2 separate regions of the Capsicum annuum genome follow, and region 2 is linked to region 1. Evidence: chromatin contacts called from public Hi-C data. All regions are on one chromosome and are shown on one strand. The core of a region is the stretch at or near the end of the contact, and the rest is flanking DNA. Distances in the headings are between cores, read along the strand shown. Region 1 holds the start of LOC107872823. Region 2 holds the start of LOC107872824 (peptide-N4-(N-acetyl-beta-glucosaminyl)asparagine amidase A).

Region 1 (6,229 bases), core at 2,714-5,213:
TTTTTCGTTGAACTTGTCCTTAGGTAGAATATTTTCACTGAACGCCACATTCTTGCTCCTGATTACCTTCTGACTCTCATGATTTCAGACTCTATACCAAAGTTATCACCAGCACAGCCTAAGAAAGTGCAAACGCCACATCTCTTAAAGTCCGTTATAGCCAGCTCTCACACCTTCTTACTGGTACATTTGCATCCTTCCTCTTAACATGTCCGAACCATCTCAATCCTACTTTCCTAATCTTATCCACCATCTTATCCACCACAGAGATCACTAGTTCCCATATTGTAGTGTATCACTTCCTAATCATCTCTCTCTAGTATCCCCGTACATACATTTGAGTATCCTCATCTTCACTGCTTTCATTTTCTAAAAGTGTGTGTTGTTGATTGGCCAGTACTCCACCTCACACAACAAAGCAGGTCTAATCACCAGTCTATAGCGCTTACCTTTAAGCCTTGGTGACACATTCTTATCACATAGTATGTCATATGCAAGCCTCCATTTCATCCACTAGCTCCAATATGATGTGTTATATCATTGTCAATATTTCTGTTTTTGGATTGTACACCTAAGATACTTGAGATTTCCTCTCTTGGGATGACTTGTGTATCGATCTTTACTTCCACTTCAGCTTCATGTGTTATATTACTAAACTTAACTTACACTCAGATAATTTGTTAGTCCTACTTAATCTGAAACCTTTATATTCTAGGATTTGTCTCCAAACTTTTAAGTATCGCTAACTCCATTGTGCAACTCGTTGATCAATAATGTCATTAGTGAAAAACATACATCACAATACCTCTCCTTGAACAGGTCATACTAGTTCGTACATCACTAGGGCGAATAAAAATAGAATAAGGTTGATCTTTAGTGCAATCCCATCATAACTGATAAGTGTTCAAGTCACCTCCCATAAATTTTATTCGGGTTTTGACTTTATTACACGTCCTTAATTGCCTTAATGTAGCTACAGAAACACCGCTCAAAAAATTCCTAAAGACTATTGTGTGCCTTTTCTAGATTAACAATCTCCTTACAAGATAAATAACCTCTATAGTTACTAAAGGATCTTTAGGTATTAGTTCAAATCTATCTTATAAAAGAATTATCACAAATATAGTTCAACCATGAACACTAATTATATTACTTTAGAGATAAACAATTGTAGAGTTCTTGTAAGAAATTTTAGTGGAAAAGTAACATTATTTGTTACTCCCTCCATTTCAGAATAAGTAAATTGTTGGGGTATTTATTGGTGTTTCATTAAATTTTTTTTCAAATTTATCCTTATAATTTAACAACCAATTAATTTTTGAAAAAGTATTACAAGATCAGTTTTTTCTTTTTTTGGGAATAAAAATGAAAAGTTGTGTTAAATTTATATCTTTAATGTTTTTTCCTTAATCTGTGTGCCAAAATTCAATAATTTATTTATTATTAAACGGATGGAGTATTAACAAACGGAGTCCCATTCCAATAATGTTGCGTTTAGGTTGTTGATAATCAATTTTCTTCATCCGTCAATTCCATGTTGGTTGTTATTCAGGATAAAGTTGAAGTGTGAAAGAATAGCCCAGGATTTAGTTGTATTCACGTAACTCCCTAGTCCCTATGACTTTTTTATCACAAGTTTTTTGGTATACATATTTTTCAAGGTTGGATTTTACCGTGAATATTATTGAATAGGATTGTGAACTAAGATGAACAAAAAGGAACCGGATCATGAAGTAGGAACTACTCACGACCTCCCTTTTTGGACTCATTCCTCATTTTCTTATCTTTCCCTCAATAATATGCCAACTAAGTTCCAGCCATTTCAGTCATCATAAAGTGACTTCTAAAATATGTCCAAATTAGCTGTTCACAATGTTCAGGAAAGTTCATGCTTCGGACCACCATGGGCATCCTAACTGGGCCATACCCACCGTTATCCAGCCTGTCTCCCATTTAGTTTCCAAATTATTATTTCCCCCTTTTAGCCTTTACTATTACTATTTTGATTATGCATAATACATAATCAACCCTCTTATTTTAATTTTCGCTGAAATCTTTACCCTTCAGCTTCAAATGTACATAAGTAAACAAACTTGTGTAAAATTAAACAAATAGATAAAGCATCCCACATGATATTTCGCGTGAAAACTCAAGCTATATTTCACACAAATTTGCATGAAAATTCAAGCTGGTATTCACACGAATTGACACGTATGTCTATTTGTTCAAGTTTATATTTGCATGAAAATTCAAGCTGGTATTCACACGAATTGACACGTATGTCTATTTGTTCAAGTTTATACTAAGTTTGAATACACTTGTATAGGCTCAAAGTTGAAGGAAATAAGTAATGAGGTTTAAATGACAAGTTTACTTATTATGCTTTTCATTATTGTATGTATCACAAGATTCCTCTTATGTTCATGTCATGATCCTTTACTTCGTCCACTAAGTTCAAATGTCTCATTTGAATTTCACATTCATTTTCAATCTCCCTCCATGATTCCAAGACAAGGTAAAAATTACGAAGATCTGGTGTTATATACGTACACGGCATCCACTCTTTTTTTTCAACGCATCCACTCTCCATTACTCCGAGAATTTGTATTACATTACGCCAACCTGAAAACAAGGAAAATTAAAAAACATCAATAAATCCAACTAGCAAATACATAATAAATACGTAAATAAATAATAAATAATAAATAAATGAAAATACCTCGAACGATGACGTAAAGATGCCAAAACATGACGAACGCATATACGGCGGACGAACGGAAAACGCCATTGCATAATGGAACGGTGAACACGACGGAAAACACAAAGGCTGCGAATGAACAGAAAGCGAAACAAGTCACGCCACTCCATCAAATACCAAAAAGTTAACACAAATTTCTCAACCATATCCAAGTCTTTATCATATGTTCATTAAATTTTAATCAAAGTTCCAATTTCATGATTAATTGTTTTAATCAAAGTTTAATCTCTGCTTAAATGGATTTTAATAGTCCAAATTTGTCCTTGAATTGCAATCAGTTACTGCAACAAAACCATATATGTACAAGGGGAGAATTCTACTACTTCCATACTGCATCAAAATTGTCAATAGCTTTCATTTCGCCGGAGTAGTAAGAACCGCAGCCAGGATCACACGCCACCGCCGGAAAACTCTCAAGAGATGAGCTTCAGATAATATATGAAAATCACCAACCTGTAAAAACGTAAAACGGAAAAGTATTTTCACAGGTCATCGGCTTTGGACATTCTGGAAAGCCGGCTAGGACGCGGTTGAAAGTCACATCGACGTCTCTGAGAATGCGAAGATGGCCTAATTAGAGCAGCCAAAGCTCGTTTCACTAAATCACCTTCAACAGAACAAATCCGCACCAGCGAATTCGTCATCGCCGATCTCCGAGCATTCAGTCGGCTAGGAGAATACGAAATCGAAGGAGAAGGATTATTCTTCATATTCTTATGCATACTACACCTGAACGAACCAGGATGCGTCGTAGGAGAACACAAACACGTCCTCTTCAGATTGATCTGCTTTCTAACCACCTGATCACGTTGATTCACCGCCATAGACCTCCTCGGAGATATAGATCTATCAATCGCAAACCTAACACTCGGCGTAGAATTCACCGGCGCAAGCGCGTGAATCTTCACGCGCGTCGGAGACGCCGATCGGTTGAAACAACCGGTCAAGCTAGAATTGCTATACGAAGCGAACGGCATCGCATCAGTTGCATTGGTTGAACCAGTGTTGCTGAACCGGCCGGTCGGTGAAAGTGACCGTTCAAACGCCGATCTAAGTAACACCGGAGCACTCGGCCTTCTAGAGGAATTCGCCATTTTTAACTAACTTTGAGAGAGATCTATATAAAACAATTTATGTTTCTATAGATCTCTTCTTCTTCCTAAAAGTGCCCTAAGGCTTTTCAGTTTGGCAAACCTAGCGAGTCTCGAAGGGTAAATTTATAACAGGGAGAAGATGATGGTAGGATTGTAAATAAGAGGAATATTTGAGGTGTGATTAGGAAAGTAAATTGTGAGTGTGGTTAAAAGTAACCATGGTTGGTAGTTAACCCAAGAGTGGAAGTTGAATATGAGCTTTTCAATGGATAGTGACCGGTATGAGAAACGACAATAATTGGAGCCGTTTTAACTGACTGCTTTCGTAGAGGATAATGTAGATAAGGGGGGTCACGATGGTAGGGTATTTGAAATATTGATAATATTTTTGATATATATTTTAAAATATATATTATTATCATATTAAATTAAGTTGATATAATTTATAATTTTTAAATTCAATGTATTAAATTAATAAATATAATTTATTTAACTTCAACTAGTAAATAATATATGCTTCTATATAGAAAATTATAACTTTAAATTTTCAAAAACATCTCAATTCCTTATTTAGTTGTTGTTTTTGAGATAAGTTAACATAAGAATCAATAATTACGTCAATATAATTTATTTCAACCAAATAGTGAAATAATAATGTCATATAAGTTATTTTGGGATAAATATAAACGACAAAAACACTCTTGAGGTTACTCTAATCCTTTTTCAAGTAAATAAATATGGAAGATTTTCTGTAAATAAGTACTTTCTCCGTTTGTATTTATTTAAGCATTTTTCTTTCTTGAAATTTCAATAATATTTTTTTAATTTATAAAATTAATAAATAATTTATTTATTTTTATTTATTTTACTCTTAGCATTAAATACAGTAGCGGAATCAACTTTGTTCTAGGGGTTCATCCAAATCTCCTTCGACGAAAAGTTATATCATTTTTACATGATTAAAAATATTTTTTATGCATATATAGTAGATGTTGAAAAGTTAGTTCGTATATATACTTCTGAACTTCCTCAATGAAAATTCTAACTCTACCACTAATTAAATACGATTCATTATGTAATGCATTTTTCATAGCATTAAATTTATTATATTTGAAAGATAATATGGTAAAATTACATCTATTATTTTCTGCTTCTTAATTCTTGTGTCAATAGAAAAATGAACAAATAAAAATAGATGGAGGGAGTAATTTTTTCTTTAAAAAAAAAAAGATATGTTATGCATATTATTTTATACAACAAACTAAATAACTAATAAACCTGAGCCAAGGCCTATCAGAAAAAGTCTCTCTACTTCATCTGAGAAGTGATATTAACTGGATATATTTTATCCTCCCAGATTCCACTTTATAAAAATACAGTGAATATGTTATCTATCTATCTATCTATCTATCTATCTCTCTCTCTATATATATATATAAATAAAACTAAAGCAAGACAAGACGTCAAATTTCAGCACAAGAATAAGTCAAGTGGTAATTTTAAGATAAAGTTAAAAAATATGTAATAAAAAATTTGAATTGAAAAATTAAGTATTTGAATTTGAAATATATTATCCCTTTTAAAAAATATATATTATCTTAATAAATAGAAACCCATAATTGAAGCGTTCTAATAGACTCTTACTATTTCAAACCTATATCTTATAAAATTTAAGTATTATATATATACAGTTTATTTACAAAATAATAATAATAATAATAATATAGTGACGCTACGTTAGGGCTGTCAAGTGAGCTGGGCCGGACCAACTCGGAACAGGTCTGTTAAAATTAATTGGGTTGTGGGCCGGGCAGGAGTCGGGTTGGGATTAAGTGGATCGGGCCGGGCTCAACAATAAAATTTTCAAAAACAACCCTAACCCGGCCCACTTAACCCAACCCGGTCAAACCCACCTAAATTCGGTCAAAAATTTAAAAAAATTCAATATACACAATATATACTCACTTATATACATTTAAATACGTTAAACAATATATATACACTATATATGTAGTATATACTACATTAGAATTTAAAAAATATATACACATATACATAATTACACATATATATGCATCATTCAATATATACGACTATACGTACTACTTTAAATAAAACATATACCACAACATATATATACTACAACAACAACAATATATCCAGTGTATTCCCACCTAGTGGGGTCTGAGGAGGGTAAAGTGTACGCAGATCATACCACTAACTCAAGAGAAGTAGAGAGGCTGTTTTCGATAGACCTCCGGCTTAGGACCAATAACATATAACAAATACAAAAAGTAACCAGAAACTCCAGACCCAAAGGAGCACTCCCCTATTACTACCTCCGCGCTCCCACCCCCTAACCCTCTATCCTAATCCG
Region 2 (6,229 bases), core at 2,087-4,586, 160 kb after region 1:
AAAAGAGAGAAATAATAAAGTTTTTAAAATGATAAAGGTGTATCTATTAATTTTTTTTTATCATAGAGTAATTTTTTTTCTAGTTAAATCATGGTTAAGAAGAGAATTTTAAAAAAAATATATTTGTGGATAAAATAATTTTGTAGTTATAACTATGAAATTATTAAAAACTTTGAAAGCAAATATATAAAATATTTATTAGTTAAATCTTAATCATTCATTTTAAGTCATTTGATATGCCTCTCACCTATCCAAGTAGAAACTTGGAAAAAATGGAGAGGAGCTTAATCCTTCTTGTGTGTGGCATAGGCCACACATGGCAATATGTCATCTAAATCTGTACGAGCAGTGGGGATTTGGATCCATTTATCCATTTCGTGAGCATATTGAGTTGGATATCTTCAGGGGATACTTAGGCTTTGTGAGGATATCGGCTATTGAGTTGGATTCCCATATTGTTGGCGAGAAGCTTGCTGCTGCTCTTATCTCTGTACAATACATTCCCACTCACTCTCAGTTGCCGATATCCTCACAAAGCCTTTAGTTGGTGATTCCCACCCTTTTTGATGGCCAAGATGGGAGTTCACTCACCCTCCAGCTTGAGGGGTTGGTTAAGATTGCTGAGTTAGATCCAGACCCAAGTGCACCAGATATTGTCCCTTGTAATTGTTGCTCCCTCTGTCCCAAATTATGTGTTATCATTTTTTTTTTTAGTCCATCCCAAAATAAGTATCGCTTTTCTTTATTAGGCAACTTTTTAAAGATACAATTACCCTTTTATCTTTATTGGTCCCACTTAATTAAAAAAGAAAATATTAACACATTTTTTGATAAAAAATAATTTGATAAACTTTACCAAGTCTTTCCTTTTTTCTTAAACTCCGTGCCCGATTAAATGACGACACATAAAATAAGACAGAGAGAGTATTTAGTTTAGTTCATTCATTCTCTTTTCTGATGTGTATTTGGCCCAACTAAGGCCTATCTATATATAGGGTAGATATTTATTGTACAAACAAGAAAAAATAACAGTTGAATGATTTTTCTTCCATTTTCTCGAATGTTTTAGGGTATTCTTCACACAAATTGCCTCGAATGTTTTAGGATTTTCTTCACACAAATTGTCTCTTATCTCTTCGTCAATATTTCGTATCTCGTGTACGTGAGTTGTAGTGTTTAGGTTATGTTCATTTGCATTTCTTTTGGTTTCAATTGAGCAATAAACTTTTATACCTAATGCTTTAAGTATGAAGCAGGGTGTTCGACTGAAGAAAATGCAAACTTATTAAGGGAAAATTTGTTGAAACAAAATTATTATGTTGGATCGTGCTATGCACGAGCGAAACTCATCTAGTAAATGTCAAGTCTGCCCTAATTCGACGCAGTACACGCAGAGATAGAGGCATTTATTTATTAACAAGAAAGGATACTTGAAAAATGTTACATAGTAGAAAATGAAGCCAAGTTGAAGTAGTTTGCAGTGTCATTTATAAGCCTGCCATTGGCAGCTGTAATTTCCCGAGAATAGCTACTAGCTTCACCATTATATGAATAACTCTGTTCAGTGGTTGCTTCACCTTGAACAACAACATTATCTTGAACATTCATCCGCCCTTTGCATTTTTGCCCATTTTTCAAACTGCTTGAACAAGAACCAGAATCTCCTTCACTCCACTTCTTCTTCTCACACAATTCATTTTCTAATTCAGAAAGCATCGATATTGTACCATCATCCTCTTTTGATGATTTAGTGGTTATAGTTAGAGGATATTTCCTCTTCAGACTGGTATGAGAAATCTTGATGCCCCTTTCAGACTCTACACTAATTTCAATCTTTTCTTTCACTTTTTGCTTTACCTTCTTTTCATTACCCTTGTCGTGAAACTTTATCTTGTTCTTGAACTTGAGTTGTCGTGAAACTGTAGTTGTCAAATTGCCTGCTGATGACTTCACCCACCCACGATACTGGCTCTTCCTCTTCATCTCAACCTCGCATGATCCATCTAGCCCCTCAAAGTCTGAAGATCGCTCCATCTCCAAGTCTGGAGTTCCAGAATCAATAATTTTAGCTTGCACTTGACAATCACTACCTGTGTATTGTTTATCTACCCAAAGGTGCAAATTGGCATCCACAAGCCAGAAAGGGAGACAATCCACCACCTTAAACCACAGGAAATGGGATTCACCGTCAAGTAAAACCCCCAAAAATGGAGTTAATTCGATGTCGTAAGAAGGATGATCAAAGGCCCCAATGGAAACAACTGGATCCCAATACAGGGGATTAATTCCACCTGGGTAAATCACAGGGAATGGAACCACGGATCCTACCAAATTCTCGTCTATATTCAACAAAACTTCCCTGTACGCTCCGTGGCCCCTCTGGCTAGTCAAATTATTTGCCCTTATGTAAGAATCAGGGGGATTCGAGTACCAAAACTCATCATACCCATGAAATGATACACAAATTTCCATGACAGCCTTGTACGTGTTCTTCGGTATGATCACACTCTTCCCATGCAATTCTGAATCGCTTTGAATTCGGAACCAAAACCCTTCACCTCCATTACCCGAAATAGGCATTATCAAATCCGCTGCTGTTGCTTGTTTATCACCTCTTATCCGATTATCCACAAACACATCATCTACCAGTCTCAATTTCCGATTACTTCTACTTGACAACGGAACACCCATGTCATCAATATCATAGTATAAGAAAGTAACATTGACATGATAGACACCTGTATAAACATCGTCGACCAAATTTTCCAGCATAACAGAAAGAGAAATATTCTCCTTGACTAAGAGGGACGAGTACCTCGTAACGTCCTTAGTAACCGTCCAGAAAACGCCATTTACAGTAGGCTCGGGTGTACTGGTACGGAAGAGATCAACCCCATCCAGCCAAACTGCAGCTATACGATCATACTCATGTACTCCTTTGCAAGATGCATTGAATTGAAGAGCCACATGCTTCCAACAGCACTTCTCTGGAGGAGTGTAATCAACGGAGATAGGTGGAAGACCCATCGTATTTCCGAAGTCATGAGTGAGAATAGGAAGAGTGCAGGAAGGAGTGAGATTAGCGAAAGGCAACGGACGAGTGATTTCCAAGTATTTCTGTTGAACAACACCACGTTTCAGCAAGTGAGAATCGTGTTCAAGGGAAGAGGAAAGTCCAACATTAATAAACCTGCTGATGATGAAGATGATGATCATCATGAAGAAGAAGAGATTTACCATCATGAATAATTAATTCTGAATATTGATTGCTAATCACTTTATATATCAATAACCATATTTTATATAATAAAGAGATCAAGTTAGAAAAAACAAAGTCTGATACAATAAGATAATGACATCTAAGCTCTTGTTTTTGTTTTAAAATTGAGCCGTCAATTTCATAAAACAATCACACCTGGCAAGATATGACACTGACTCGGCAAAAAATAGAATCATTCAGTTATTTTGAAGAAAATTATATCGTACCTTTTTTTAGATTATTTTAATGTGAATAATCAATTTTCTTTTTTTAAATCATTTCAATTTTTCTTTGATGGTGATAGGCAGGACATGTGTTAAGACAGAATGCCAGATCACAGACAACGACATTTTCTTTAATTAAGTATTCAACTTGTTCATTTGTCTATTATTGTCAGATGACAAATATGTGATAATTAAGATTTTGTTTTAATTATGATAATTAAGTGATTTAAAATGGATCATTTACACTTTTGCTCCTATTTGTGCTCATCTTTAATTTCTATTTTTGGGATAATTAACTTTTTCATGAGACATAAATATATTTTTACATCATAATATTTCATTAATTATGTTTCGTACTTTTAAAAAACTTATGCTCTGATAAACGTAGAATTGATTTATAAGAGAAGAGTCAATTCCTCGTATTGTCATTCAACTTAGGAAAAAATCCTACTAAAGTCATTTATCTTTTTTCTTATTTCAATAATGTCATTCAACTTTATACATTTTCCTTACAAACTAACAATTGTTAAAATAGTCCTTATTCTTTGTAAGAAAAATGAGTAAAATAGTCCCTTAAGTTTAATCGAAAATTTAAATAGTCTTTATTCTTTATTTTAAAATATTAACAGGCCTCCAACTGTATTTCATATTTTTACTTCATTGCATACTCCCTCTATCCTTTTTTAGTTGGACATATTTCATTTCACACAGTAATTAAAAAATCATAAATTGAATGAAATTTTTTACTATTTGACCCTTTAACAATATTAATGATGTGGGCATAGAAATGAATATTGAAATTGAAATTGTTCACATTTTAATGTATACAATAAATTGTAAGAATACCATGGAAAAAAATTAATTAATTCTATTTCGATTTAGTAAGTGACCAACTAATATGAGTCATTTATTTTTAATAAGACAACCAACTAAAATAGAATGGAAGGAGTAATGAAATCTAAAAAGACATATCATAATATTAAAAAGAAAAAAAAAATAAGAGATGTATTTAGTTTTTAAAGTCAAATTGAAGAGTTAATATAGTTTCTTCTCAAATAATATCACAACATTGACAATAATATTAAAAAATTTTAACAATTTTAAATTACACAATTGTTATATAAATTTTTCTAATTTTATTTAATGTTGATTGATTTATGATATTATCATGATATCCTTCATCAATATTTTAATTTATTATAGAAGTTCTTTAAAATATTTATATAAAATTATTTTTCTACTGGCTAGAGAGCGGGAGTTGAAGGAATCCATCGTCTTCTATATGAATTATGAATTTTTTGACAATTATTTTTAGAAAAAAATAACAACTAAATTTAAAATATTTTATCAAAAAATAAAGATTAATTATAAAATATTATTTTATCATTGAACTCCTAAATTTTCAAATAAATAGAATGCATATAAGTTTTTTTTAGTAATATCAATCACATTTTTGGATGGACTACATTATATTTATATTACAACTAAAAGTTGAACTAAAATTATATTATTATTTTTTTATAGTTGAAAAGTTATTAGTATTTCATATTGTTAAAGCACATCGATCATTCCAATTCAAAAATTAACTTAAGGGTCTATTTTGATTATTTTTTCTTTAAAAAAATATGAATTATTTTAGCAATTATTAATTTGTAAAAAAAATGTACAAAGTTGGATGATATTATTGGAATAAAAAAAAATTACATGATTTTAGTGAGATACTGTACTAAATTGAATGACAATATGAGAAATTTACTTATGAGGAAAACATAAAGGATCAGTTCATTCAAAAGACAAAAATCAGAGAGCAATCTACTTGAAAGTAAATTGTGCAATTAAATGGTTTAAAACATGTTTTAGGACTTACTCCTTTCGTTTCGTTTTAGTTGGTCCTCTTTTTAAAAATATTTGTTTCAATTTAGTTATCCGTTTAATGAGATCAAGAGAATTTTATTACTTTCTCCAAATACTACTCTTAACATTAAATGACTAAATAAAGTGTATTTACTCAAATTTATATTTTCAAAGCATAATTACTAATATTAATTTAGTAAAATAAACTCTAACAAAGATTTTTTTAATGAATATGTCAAATTAATAAGAGTCAACTAATTTGAAACGGAGGAAATATTAAGAATCTTGGGTGGGTTGAGGTTTGCGAGAACTCCAAATATTTTTATAAATCTTGTAATTATATTATAAGAATATTAAGTTAGGCATTGATTAGCAAAGTTGTTGATTGACTTAGTACATCAATTTATTTTATTGGAAATTCATAAGCATAAAATCTTTGTCTGTGTCTGCATCAAGGACAAGATATTACGTCAGATGACTAATAAAACATTTTACTTTTGTAAATTTTTTGTGAAGCTCTTTTTGCTCTTTGTTTAATAAGAGTTTATGCCAACATTTGTAGAATAAGTATAATTAGTTGGTCATCTAACACGGCCTTTGTGACTATGACATCTCCGTCAAGCAAAATTTGCAACAGCTAAATCTTCAAGAATAGACCCGATGACTTTCAAATTTTAGCTTAAATAAAAAAGTTTTTCCTGATCAATAGAATAAATTACTTAAATGATTCTTATAATGGATAACAACTCCATATTTATATTTTTGAATTTTTTTTTTTTTCTCTTTTTAATTTTACTTTTATTTTTATTTTTTCTTTTCTCTTTTTATTTTTAATTTTTTTCAACCCTTACTTTTTTTTTTTCTCTCAACTTCTTTCTTTTTTATATTTTTT

The links. Hi-C and Micro-C count contacts between places; a contact is called where the count stands out from the background.
Region 2: a Hi-C map of leaf shows a contact between it and region 1, with 2.3 times the contacts expected there. The contact joins the promoter of LOC107872824 here to the promoter of LOC107872823 in region 1. A contact is called at or near these places in 2 of 5 Hi-C or Micro-C datasets (leaf and placenta).

The regions. Positions count from the first base shown.
Region 1 is chr6:189,132,177-189,138,405 of UCD10Xv1.1, forward strand. LOC107872823 reads right to left here and starts at 3,964. Exons shown (of 5, transcript XR_007056553.1): 1 at 3,212-3,964; 2 at 2,720-2,827; 3 at 2,551-2,622.
Region 2 is chr6:189,292,685-189,298,913 of UCD10Xv1.1, forward strand. LOC107872824 (peptide-N4-(N-acetyl-beta-glucosaminyl)asparagine amidase A) reads right to left here and starts at 3,337. Exons shown (of 1, transcript XM_016719443.2): 1 at 1,355-3,337. The coding sequence starts at 3,243. The coding sequence ends at 1,441.